Regions from separate parts of the Mus musculus genome. Here region 1 is linked to region 2. The links are chromatin contacts, called in public promoter capture Hi-C maps. All regions are on one chromosome and are shown on one strand. The core of a region is the stretch at or near the end of the contact, and the rest is flanking DNA. Distances in the headings are between cores, read along the strand shown. Region 1 overlaps Lmln (leishmanolysin-like (metallopeptidase M8 family)). Region 2 overlaps Fyttd1 (forty-two-three domain containing 1).

Evidence for each region. Capture Hi-C pulls out chosen DNA fragments and counts their contacts.
Region 1: a promoter capture Hi-C map of adipose tissue shows a contact between it and region 2. The contact joins two enhancer-like sites. A contact is called at or near these places in 2 of 39 promoter capture datasets (erythroid cells and pre-B cells), 5 of 484 Hi-C or Micro-C datasets (B cells, CD8 T cells, epidermal suprabasal cells and 2 more), 2 of 115 datasets of contacts at active chromatin or transcription factors (pancreatic cancer cells and pro-B cells) and 3 of 9 other capture datasets (adipose tissue, liver and pancreatic islet).

The regions. Positions count from the first base shown.
Region 1 is chr16:33,072,561-33,078,916 of GRCm38.p6, reverse strand. Lmln (leishmanolysin-like (metallopeptidase M8 family)) reads right to left here. Exons shown (of 17, transcript NM_172823.2): 6 at 4,734-4,912. Among named protein-coding and RNA genes, the nearest start is that of Lmln, 13 kb to the right of the region's middle. Within about 2 kb of position 1,711, at least 39 of the 459 cell types and tissues checked have an H3K27ac peak or open chromatin away from gene starts, as enhancers often do. A contact at or near this core is called in adipose tissue and liver, where this site is marked.
Region 2 is chr16:32,904,502-32,910,149 of GRCm38.p6, reverse strand. It overlaps Fyttd1 (forty-two-three domain containing 1), which reads right to left. Exons shown (of 9, transcript NM_027226.4): 9 at 1,187-4,618. The coding sequence ends at 4,520. Among named protein-coding and RNA genes, the nearest start is that of Lrch3, 6.8 kb to the left of the region's middle. Within about 2 kb of position 3,154, at least 7 of the 459 cell types and tissues checked have an H3K27ac peak or open chromatin away from gene starts, as enhancers often do. A contact at or near this core is called in adipose tissue and liver, where this site is marked.

The DNA of each region.
Region 1 (6,356 bases), core at 462-2,961, 170 kb before region 2:
TCCCAAGCAGCCCACACTGCAAGCACGTACCACTCTCCACCCGCAGAGGGTTCCCCGCCTCTTTATTTGGCTAAAGCCTTAGCAATGCTCGGGCTGCAGCTTTATTTTTACTTCTTCAAAAGAGGTCTTCCTTCCCAAATCAACTGAGTGGCATCCCCTGCCATTCTCGCCTTCTGTTCTTTGCTATAGGCTCCTGTGTAAAATATCTATCACACATAAAACTGCATGCTTACTTGTAGGTATAACTAACCATTATCTGTCTCCTTATACAACTGCTAAGTCCCAGGAGGCAGGTTCACAAGTGTGTTTTGTTCATCTTCTCTGAGGGCAGCATAATTAGGCACTATGGCGGTTGGTCGATTGGTGGTCAGTCCTGGGTATAGATTCACACAATGGAGTTCTTGAGACTCAGAATAACTGGCTAGGCGTCAGACCTACACCTTTGTAATCTCAGCACTTGGGAGTGGGGAGCGGGAGGATAAGGAACTCAAGGCCAGCCTCAGCTATCTAGTGAGTGCATTGCAGGCCAGGCTGGATTACAGACCACTTCTCATGGCTGGGGGCAGAACAGGATACTGTGCCAGGCTTTGATCCACATCATCCTTCCAGAGGAAAGCAAATCCTTCCCCAGGTGTGGTTACATTCATTGGTACAAAGGCCATTTACTCTTTAGCTATTCGTTCCTATCAATGTGAACCAACAGTCAAGCACCACAACCAAGTACGGAGGTGGGTAACAGGGCTGAGACATGCCTTCCTGCCACCGGCCCCTCCTGTCCGACTCCTGTGCTGAATTCTCTCACGGGAAGACAGACAGATGCAGAAGTGCCTTTGGCATCATGAGACACAGAAATGAGGTAAACTAACCTAGATTCAGTCAAGCTGGGGCTTTTCTATCCTTCCCCTCACTCATCTGGGCAAGTCAACTTGATCCTAATATATAAAGTCCAGCACAGCTTTTATAAAAGCAATAAAAGCTCACAGTAAACCGGGCATGGTGACGCACGCCTTTAAGAGGCTGAAGCAGGCAGATTTCTGAGTTCAAGGCCAGCCTGGTCTACAAAGTGAGTTCCAGGACAGCCAGGGCTACACAGAGAAACCCTGTCTCGAAAAACAAAACAAACAAACAAACAAACTCATAGTATAAAATAATTTGCTTAAACAATGTAGAAGCATAAAGAGCTGCAGAGATGGCTCAGCAGTTGCGAGTACTGACTGCTCTTCCAGAGGACTCAGGTTCAATTCCCAACACCCACATGGTAGCTCACAACTATGGCTCAATAACTCTGCAGCCACACAGCCAAGAAGTGGTACACAGACACATGCAGACAAAACACCCATCCACATAATATAAAAATAAACCATTTTGGAAAAGAAATCTGTAAAGAAGATAGTGAAAATGCCCTTGTTCTCCTTCCTGTCTCTTCTAACTTGCAACATCAGAAGCAGCTACTATTGCCAACAATACCACAAATGCTATTTTCAAGCCAGAACAGCTTCCTCTAACGTGGGGCGTTCAGTGCCCAGCCAGACAGTCCTAGAAACCAGGGAGAGCTGGAAATTCTGTCTTTCTGAGGCTTTTCCTGAGAACATTCAAGTACACACAGGCACTTTACTTTTGCAATGTTCTTTCAACACTTTAGGTCAAAATGTGACTTTGTGTGTGTGCAATGCATACAGTTTCGTTCAAACTGAGAACAGGAACTAGGATTCTGCAGCCCTAGCAAGTGAAAGCCTATTTCTCAGCAACATTCCACTGCCTCCGTCTATGAAGTAACTAAATTATCATTCATCGGGCAGCTAAAATATCATATGCCATTGATTCTGACACATCATGTCTAAGGTACAAATTTCAAGTAACTTCTTGGGGGAGAAAAGGAGTACCAGTGAGATCCACAAATCTTCAGAACCAGGTGAGGTTCTACAGTAACAAACCCAACAGTCACTGCAAAAGCTTGTCAACATTCAGCCTGGGGACTCGAGTCAACCTCACCAAATGCATAATCCATCTTCATTCCAACTTGACTGGACTCTTGATTACCGAGGCTATACACACAGTGGGGGTGTGTGTAAGATGTTTCCAGGAAGGCTGAACTGAGTAGGGGAGACCCTCCTTAATGTGGGCAGCACTGTGCAATGGGGTAGGGTCCCGGAGTGAATAAGGAGAATAAACTGAGTGAGAACCATCACATAGCTGCAGGGGAGAACCACTAGATGTCAGGGGTGCTGGGCCACGGACATCTCCTTAAGAACGGATACAGACACAGAGCCAGGCCAGCCGGAGAGAGGCTACCTGTGCTACAGATAGGATCACAGGGCACAGGGTGCATGAGCTGCCGGAGCCCAGATAATGTCATCATAAATGGCCATGTGAAATGTGCCGTTGGAATGGTGTTTGCTCTGTTGGGTTCTAGTTTCGTTTTTGCCAAATTTTTCCTTGCTATGTGTGCTCAGTTTTTTTTTTTTTTTTTTTGGTCAACTTGCTAGAAGCTAGAAATCAACTGGAAACAGGGAAGCTCAATTGAGAAATGCCTGCATCCGAATGGCCTGCAGTCAAGTCTATGGGGCACTTTCTTGATTAATGGTTGATGTGGGAGGTCCCAGCCCGCTGGAGGCAGTGCCGCCCACAAGCAGGTGACTCTGGGTTATATTTCTAAAAGCAAGCTGAATGTGCCATGGACAGTGAGCAGTAAGCAGCGGTCCTCCATGGTTCTGCAGCAGCTCCTGCCTCCAGGTTCCTGCCCTTGAGTTCCCAACGTGGCTTCCTTTGATGCTGGCTGAGACATCAAAGTACAAACCAAATAAACCCTTTCCTCTCCGAGTCAGCAACAGAAAGCAAATAGACACACTGTGACTGGCTTAAGGTAGCTCCTGGGGACCGAGCTCAGATCCTCACACCAGCAGAGAGCACTTTACCAGCTGAGCTATCTCCCCGGCCCCCTCATTCATCTTATATTTTTTACATTATGTGCATATGTGTTTACTGTATGTCTCTGCATGTGGAGAGGGGCCTTGCCTATGCCACAGAGCATGTGTGAACTCAGGTCACCGGGCTAGGTGGCAAATGCCTTTACCTGCTCAGCCACCTTGCTAGCCTCCACTTTCCAGTCTTGGTATGAAAATGTTTATTCTATACCACTGTATACTAAAAAGATATAGCTTAGTCTTTGATTTTTATAAGGTCTCATGGGTAAGAGACTGCCTTGAGTCTCTATGGAAGGCATTCTAAACAGTGGACATTTAAGCAATGCTAGAACCAGTAAGATTATGGGGACTTCTGCAGATCAACTAAGTACACCTTGCCTTGCATTATGCTATATATATCATATCATGCAAGGCATATGATATATACATATATCATATATGATCGGAGTGTTGGAGGACCAGGGGTAAAATATTGTATTTACCCCTTAAAATGCTGTCTCATGCTTGTTACTTCAGCACTTGGGAGGTGGAGGCAGGAGGAGATGAAGAATTCCAGGTTATCCTTAGCTACACAGTGAGTTTGAGGCCAGCCTGAACTACTACCTGAGACCATACCTCAAAAGCAACAACTATGAGGTGATGCATTTATGGATTTATAACAGTCCACTCTCACTGTCTATGTGTCTGGATTTACAATCATCTTGGAGACACACTTCTAGGCACGAGTGTACTTCCAAAGAGGCTTAACTGAGGAAGGAAGGTCTACCCTGAATGGGGGTGTCCCTAGCCTGTGGGGGTGGGTCCTGCACTGCACGTGTCTCTGCTTCCTGACTGCTAGTGCAGTATAACTGGCTCCCTCCTGCTCTAGCGACAGCTAGAACCAACCTCTGTCACACTTCCCCCATCACGACAAAGTGTGCCCAGACGTTAGGAGGAAGAGAAAACCCTTCTTGCCCTGATTTTTAAATTGAGTTTTATTTATCTTTAGATTTATTTTTTTATTGTGTGTGTGTGTGGCCTGCATGAATGTATGTGCACCACATGTGTGCCTGGTGTCTGCAGAGCAGAAGTTATCTGATCTCCTAGAACTGGAGTTAAGGATGGTTGGGAACCGCCGTGTGGGCGCAAGGAACTGAGCCTGTGTTCTTTTTGAGAGCCAGAGCTCCTAACCACGGAGGCATCTCTCCAGGTGCTGTATTTTCTGATTAGATGCAGATGTGCCTGAGTCCGGGTTTGTGCTCAGGTTCCTTTGGAAGTAGAGGATTACACACAGACAGTTGTGAGTCTGCGTGGGGTGGGTTCTGAGGACAGGACTAGAGTCCTTTGGAAAAGCAGGATACGCTCTGAAGGACTAGCCCTTTACCTTACTTTGTTGGGTTCTCTGGCATAGCAGTGGGAGGAAGGAACAATCACTCCACAGTGGCTGACAACTTTTCATAACACAGGCTTACTTCCTAAAACCATCCAGGAAACTGGAAGCATACTTCTGCAATCCCAGCATCCTAGAAGCTGAGGCAGGAGGATTACTAAAAATTCAATGCTGCTGGGCGGCGGCGGCACATGCCTTTAAGCCCAGCACTTGGGAGGCAGAGGCAGGAGGATGTCTGAGTTTGAGGTCAGCCTGGTCTACAGAGTGAGTTCCAGGACAGCCAGGGCTACACAGAGCCCTGTCTCAAAAACAAAAACAAAAACAAAAACCAAGAAAGAAATAAATTCATTTTCTTTCACTTAACATCCTGGAAGCGTTTGAATGGACGGAAATCCCTTTTGCTGAATGTATTTTGGGGGAGGACTCAGAGGAAAGCTCACCTGTCCATTTTTGCCTCCTGCTGACAATAGGCTGCGTAGGAGATGATGTTTTCGTGGCTGCACCTCTCAGTGGCCAGAGCACCCACATAAAGAACGAAGTCTGCGTCCCGCACACCCTCTGGGTCAAGCACACCCACTGCTCCACACGGCCACTTACCCTCTCGGCAGACCCTGCATTGCTGCATACACAAGTGAAGAGAAAAAGCAGACCAGAGCATGGGTCAGCTGAGCGATAGTGTCAAGAGGTCACAGACTGGGGACATGTTACTTAGCTTTCACTTACTCTCCCTACACTCTAACTGACGTCGGGGACTGAGCAGGCAGGAGTTGCAAACCTCTAGTCCCAGGACATGAGAGGCTGAGGCAGGAGGACTCTGAACACATACCAAGCAATGAGGTAAGACTTCTGGCTCATAAACAAAACAAATCAAGGACCACCAATCCCACCCGCTTTCCCCTGTTCTATTCTTAACTCTTTTGAATTTATTTCACTAAAATTTTTACTTGATACAAATGCTCATAAATTTATAAACTCAATGAAAGTAAATGGCTACTATTTATAAAGATCAACAAACTAAGATGCAGGATAAAGAGAAACAGAAATGGTTTTGAGCCCCCAAAACTAGGTGTGCTGGTTTGTTCTAAATGTCCATGTTCTACAACCTAATATGTGAGAAGGGGGCCTCAGATTAGGAATGGTCTAGACCAGGCTGGCCGGTAGGTGTGCCCGTGGGAGTGGTCTTGATTGTTAACTGATGTAGCAGGGCCCAGCCCACTAAGGTTGTACCATCCCTAAGCTGGTAGTCCTGAGCTGGAAAGGAAGCTAAGAAATCAAGCCAAGGCCGGCAGAAAGCAGCACCCTCCATGGTTCATTGGCTATTAACTTTCTTGGTCTGAGGTAATGTGGTACGGAATACCAACCAGGCCTGCCTTGACTTCCCTTAATGATGGACTACAATCTGCCACTGTAAGCTGTAAGAAACCCTTTGCTCCCCAAAGTTACGTCTGGTCAGGTATTTATCACAGTGACAGAAATGAAAGTCAAACACTCAGAGAAGGGGTTTTCCCTCCACGCCCACACCCCTGTGCTGTGCTGGAAATGGAACACACAGTAGGTGGCACTCTACCACTGACCTTATCATATCTATGATTTTTGCAATTTCCTTGGGATATGATTATTTCAAGTCTAATTAATAAAAACTTTTAACCTAATAGGAAGTTATTTCCCATTATAAAGAAAACTTGGGCTGGTAAGAGGGTTTTGCTGGTAGAAGCAAGGCTGCCAGTATGGGCCTGAGTTTAAGCCTTGGAGCCTACCTGGTCAAAGGGGAGAGCTGCCTCTCGAAAGACATCCTCTGACTTCCACACAATGTTGTGGCGGGCACACACAAACGCAATGGATCAATAAGTAATTAAGCATTAAAAAAAAAAAAAAGCCAGTATCTGGGAGCACTTGGGAGACAGAGGCAGGTAAACAGAAGTAAATATGAGGCCAGGCTGGCCCGAATGGCGAGTTCCAGGGCTATGTAGAGACCCTATCTCAAAAAGTAACAAATAAGTCAGTAAATAAATAGATGAATAAATACCAAGGCAAATTCATGGGCCAGCAGGCGTGCTCAGCCG
Region 2 (5,648 bases), core at 1,905-4,404:
GCAATGCAGTCATTGTGAAGGGTTCATAACTTTAGTGAAGAACTAAAGAGTACTAAAAGGTTACTGAGCACAAGGGACATAGAAAACCACCTTATTCAACTACTGTTCTGCAATAAGAGACTGAACAAAAGGGCAGTAGAGGCTCTTCAGTCTCAGGCATTGTCAGACTCCTCTTCTTCCTGTTTATTTTATAGGCAAAAACTTAACTAATTCAGTACCAAAGCAAGTTTCGCTTCAATGTGTGTGTGGGTGCACACATGGGCACATGTGGAAGTCAGAAGATAGAGTGCTTTCTGGAGTCTGTTCTTTGCTCCCATTGCATTGATTCAGGGGATCAAATTTTGGTCATCAGACTTGGTGGTAAGCACCTTTGTTCATTGAGTTAATAGATATTACTAGCCATACACGTATATGCACACTAGGTAAATAGCTCCCTATTCATCTTTAGTATTTCACACACACACACCACATAGTATATCTCATCTGAGAATATTTAGAAGTCTACAATTTCCAAGCAAATCTTTACATCTTTTAGTGGTCTACAGTATCCAAAACTCTTCTCATAAATGCTTGGTTGGGGTTTACTTACGTATCCACTTTGAAAAGTGTAGAAGGGGCTGGAGAGCTGGCTAAGAGTGCTCACTGCTCTTCAAGAGGAAACAGGTTCCATGGCCACCACTTACATCAAGCTGCTCACAGCACCTCTAACTCCAGGTCTAGGGGACTTAACACCCACATCTGACCTTCATGGGCACCAGCACACACAGTGACTATACATACATGCAGGTACACACACAAATATATAAACCAATCTTTGAAAAGTGATAAAACTAGGTATTGTGGCACATTCCTATAAACTCAGCAGTCTGAAAGCTGAAGCATAGCAATGTGACTCAGTCTGGAGAGGAAGGGGGACATCAGGGAGAGATGGAGAGAGAGGCAGGGGAGAGAGACTGATTGCACCACCACCACATGCCTGGCAGTGGTGGCACACGCCTTTAATCCCAAAGGCAGAGGCAGGCAGATTTCTGAGTTCGAGGCCAGCCTGGTCTACAGAGTGAGTTCCAGGACAGCCAGGGCTACACAGAGAAACCCTGTCTTGGGGGAGAAAAAAAAAAAAGGCACCACCAGCACCAGACCTGCCCCTAGCTCCAAAAAGAACCACCATCTTCATGGGAAGCTTAATCAATGTAAGAGGCCTTCTCTTCAGAAAGGAGGAAGCTCTTTTTTGCTTTAATATTGCTTGCATTTGGAATATATGGAATTCTTTGTATGACAAGTAAATTTTTTAATCTCTTCATACCCCCAAATTGCATATATTTTATGAATTACATTACAGGCAGTAACATTTAATATGCACCTCTAACAAAACTAAAATGTTGACAATTATACCCATGTTTCTTAAACATAAATGCTTTATAATTTGATTATAATTAATATAGTGAAAAGTGAGTGTATATTTAAAAATACACGACAGATTCGACCACCAGTCTTTCTCCTCTGTGTGTAAGTTTTTCGACATGGGGTCTGGAATTAGCAATCATCTTCCCGGTGTATACTGAAAACATTGGCCTTTTGTAATGAGTTTCAGTAACTTCCATATCAAAGTAATTAAATAGGAATTATTGGAAGAGTAGATTTACTGAGCACACCACAAATGCTGATATAGGGATATTACTAATTCTTAGACACCTGACACATTAAATACCACAAAACTACTGCCTATGTGTGAAGTCGTTTATTGTCCACTGAGAATTATAAGACATGAGGCTCAAAACATGACCCATGTTCCATGTACGTCTTAGAAAATGTCGGGTGTCACTTAACTACGATGTAAGAGGAGGGGCTGACGCAGATCATCTCTAAAGGCTCATCTACTTCTGTGCTCTGCGTTATAACAATGTGACTATCTTTAATTCGCCTTGGTGGCCTCATGTTGGAACCTCAGGTCACCCATGCATGAAATGGTCAAAAGTCAGAGGAACACCAAGAGTGGAGATTTAGCTGATCAGCAACTTCAAATCCCAGAAATCATATATAAAACCACTATAAGATGCTTTGTAACACACAACAATCTAAAAAACCACAACTCAATCTTTATAGCTCAGAATAACTCATGTGAAACCTGTTACATTTTATTTGTCAAAAATGAACAGCTTCAGAACAAATCTAATGTAACTTTTCCAAAAAACACCAAAAAGTACAGTGTAAAGCACCTCCTCGTTAAATACAAACGCTCACGTCGTGATGCACTGCATCAATGTTCTGCATACACCTTGATGCAAAGGAAATTTTACGTTGCACCCTGTTTAAATAAAATTAAAAAAAAAGGGGGGGGGGGCTTCAAGAACTGAACAAGGATGACTACAATCACATTCCAAGAGAGGGAATTTTTCTCCAACAAAGCAGATTGTTTTGTGTATATACAACAGGTCAGCACTCAAGAGTTTTAACTTAGTTGTATCAAAGGCAAAATTTGAACAAATATTAAGTTACAGATGAATGAAGAACAAACATTTACTATACCAAAGACACTGTTTTTCAATGTACTTAGTGTCAACATTTGGGCGATTTTTAAGATTTTCCAAAAATGGAATTACTAATACCTCTGTATAGTAATATTTAAAACAACAAGAAACAAAAACTTTTATATCATATTTTAAAAATTGTTCCAAAGATAGTGTTCATGCTCAATTGTTTTTCCTTTGCTTTAAAATAAGCTACCAGCAAACCACTCTAAAATGTTTTGTTTCTGAACCAAATATAAATATTCATATTGGCAAAAATGTTTTATGAGTCCTTGGCCTCAATGAAAAGCATTACAGCTAAGGAGAACTGGAGCTTACTTTCAAATTCTGTGATTAGCCTCTAAACCCCTCTCAAGTCCAAGTCCTGGCAGATTAACAGATGCTGAGGAAAGATTTAGATCTTTGGTATAAGCATGACATTGTTGCTGTTTTTCCCACAACTAGCACAAGCCAGTAAGAACTTGAAGAACATCAAAGACAATGAAGTCTAGGACACAATGAAGGCGGGCAGGAGTATAATGCTCTGTCTTTACAGGAGAAATCAACAGCAGAGACTTAAACACCCACTCAAACTTGAAATCACAGCAAAACAAAAGGTCAGGTTTCAAAATGACCACACTTGGTAATCTGTAGCTGGGACACGCCGCTGCATTTTGGCATCTCACTGTAATTTATGACCTATGACCATGTGAGCACTCTCAGCACTGATAATCTGTAGCTGGGACACGCCGCTGCATTTTGGCATCTCATTGTAATTTATGACCTATGACTGAGCAATCTCAGCACTATCTCGGCACAGCAGACCGTCCTCCAGTGTAAGAAAAAACAAAACAAAACAAAAAAACCCTTTTTCCTATAATGCCTGAACTTTGAGCAATAGAAGAAACGGAGTGAGTGTGTATAGTTAAATGTAACTTCATTATAATTTACTTTTTTTTCTCTCCTTTGTGACATATATAAGTAGATTTTTGTTTGGGGAGTTATAAATTATTGAACTTACTGAGTTTAAGAGCTTTACAAAAAAAACTTTTGAATATGAAACATAGGACTTTATATATCTAGTAAGTATATTGTCAAAATACCCAAGATTCAACTCATTTTAAAAATTGTAATTCTTGTAAGCATCATTTATAGAAGAATCTACAGACACTAGACTCAGGACAGAAGTCAACCCAGATGGCAGAGCTATGACTCAGGCTTTATTGTTCCCATGTCCAATCTGTCCGTTGGCCAATGCCTTTCATGTCTTCTCCATTTATACTGAACACAGACCATCAGGTTCCACACCAGGCGTCTCCTCCAAGGACCTAGCAGATAACTTTGTAAATAAGCATTTACAGCCCTAACACATTTTGGCCTGAGACTAATCCTGAGAGCCACATTTTTTTTTTTATTAAAAGTTTAATACTAAGTTCTTAGAACTTAGGGAGTTTAAGCTAACAATAACTGAAAAATGAACCAAGTTCTAAATATTTCCATAAGCCTCAAAAGTCAAAACCAAAATTCTCCTACAGTTTAGAAAACACCAGTAATGACAGAAAGGCAGCTGTCCTTGTCACGCCAACACATACATAAATGGGTAAGTGACAACACAGAGGTGTACTCTTATTTCTCAAGTTTAAGATTTACCATGGCAAATCCTAAAAACTGGATAAAAGTGATGAGATCCTAAATCCCACGCTCATAAAAATAATCAATGTCTGTCTTTCTGTCTTCCTTCTGCTTCAGGAGGAGTCAAAGAAGTCAACAGAGAATTGCTTTGTATGGGCCAACCATGAAATCTTTAAGAACAGATAGGTATATTCCCTGCTATTCTTTCAGGGCATTATTTATACATTAAAAAAACCAAACCAAAACAAAATAACCTTCAAAAATAAAGTTATTTAGGCTTGTGAATATTCTGAAGGAAAGTTTCTTGAACTTCTCCGATGAACTCTTCAAGCAAATCAACTTTTCAAACAGTCAACACTTAAAGTTCCTTGGACACGGATCTATCCCACAGTCACAAAGCGGCTTCCTCCTTTGCTGAACGTGAGGTTGGCTCTTTGCTCTTTCAGTATCCCAAATCGTTCATTCAAAGTCATCCCTGTCTATAGAAAAGGAGAAAAACATTAACTTAACTGAAAAAAAATTCCTTTATATGTGATTTTAAAAAGAAAAAAAAGATTTATTTATTTTATTTCATTTATGCGACTACACTGTTGCTGTCTTCAGACACACCAGAAGAGGGCATCGGATCCCATTACGGATGGTTGTGAGCCACCATGTGGTTGCTGGGAATTGAACTCAGGACCTCCGGAAGAGCAGTCAGTGCTCATAACCACTGAGCCATCTCTCCAGACCATGAACTTAAAATTAATAGTAATTAGTAGTAACAGTAAGCAACATCTTAAATTTGTGTATAATTTCAATTGACTCTAACAAAAAGAAGCTATACATGAAGTTGCCTATCAGGTTTAGAACTTAAAAGTAGGTATCCAAGAATCCTAGTCCTCTAATCATTAGATATCTATACTGCATTATACAAGCATATACACACTACTACTACTGTCTATATAAAATATATCCAAAATACCTCAATCTGAATTAATTTGAAGCTCTGCAAACACTGTTAAAAATTCCAGTGATACCTTTGGCAAAAAGTGTTATTTCAACTGATGTTGGCACACACAGTTGATGACATCACTCAGGAAGCAAAGGCAGGTGAATCTATGAATTTAATTCCAGAATGACCTACAGGGTTTCAGGCTTACTAAGAATATACTGTAAGACTCTGTCTCCAAAAAAAAAAAAAAAAAAAAAAAAAAAAAAGAAGAAGAGGGAAAGAAAAATACCAAACAACAAAAAAAGCAAAAAGCTATTTTATAGAAAAATGGTGGCCTACTCCTACTATCTATCCCAAGAGTTGGAGGAAGAAAAATCATGTGTTAAACCAACCTCAGCTACAGTATGAGACTATGACTTAAAAAAAAAATAGAAGCACAGTTATTTCAACTTCTGAGTATTTTTAAAACAAAGCTCTAAACTGAGTGCCCCATAAAAATTTAAGTAAAACTCTGGCCTCTGATTAACAAATAACAAAGTGTTTCCAAACAGAAAAGAAATTAAGAATAGGATCAA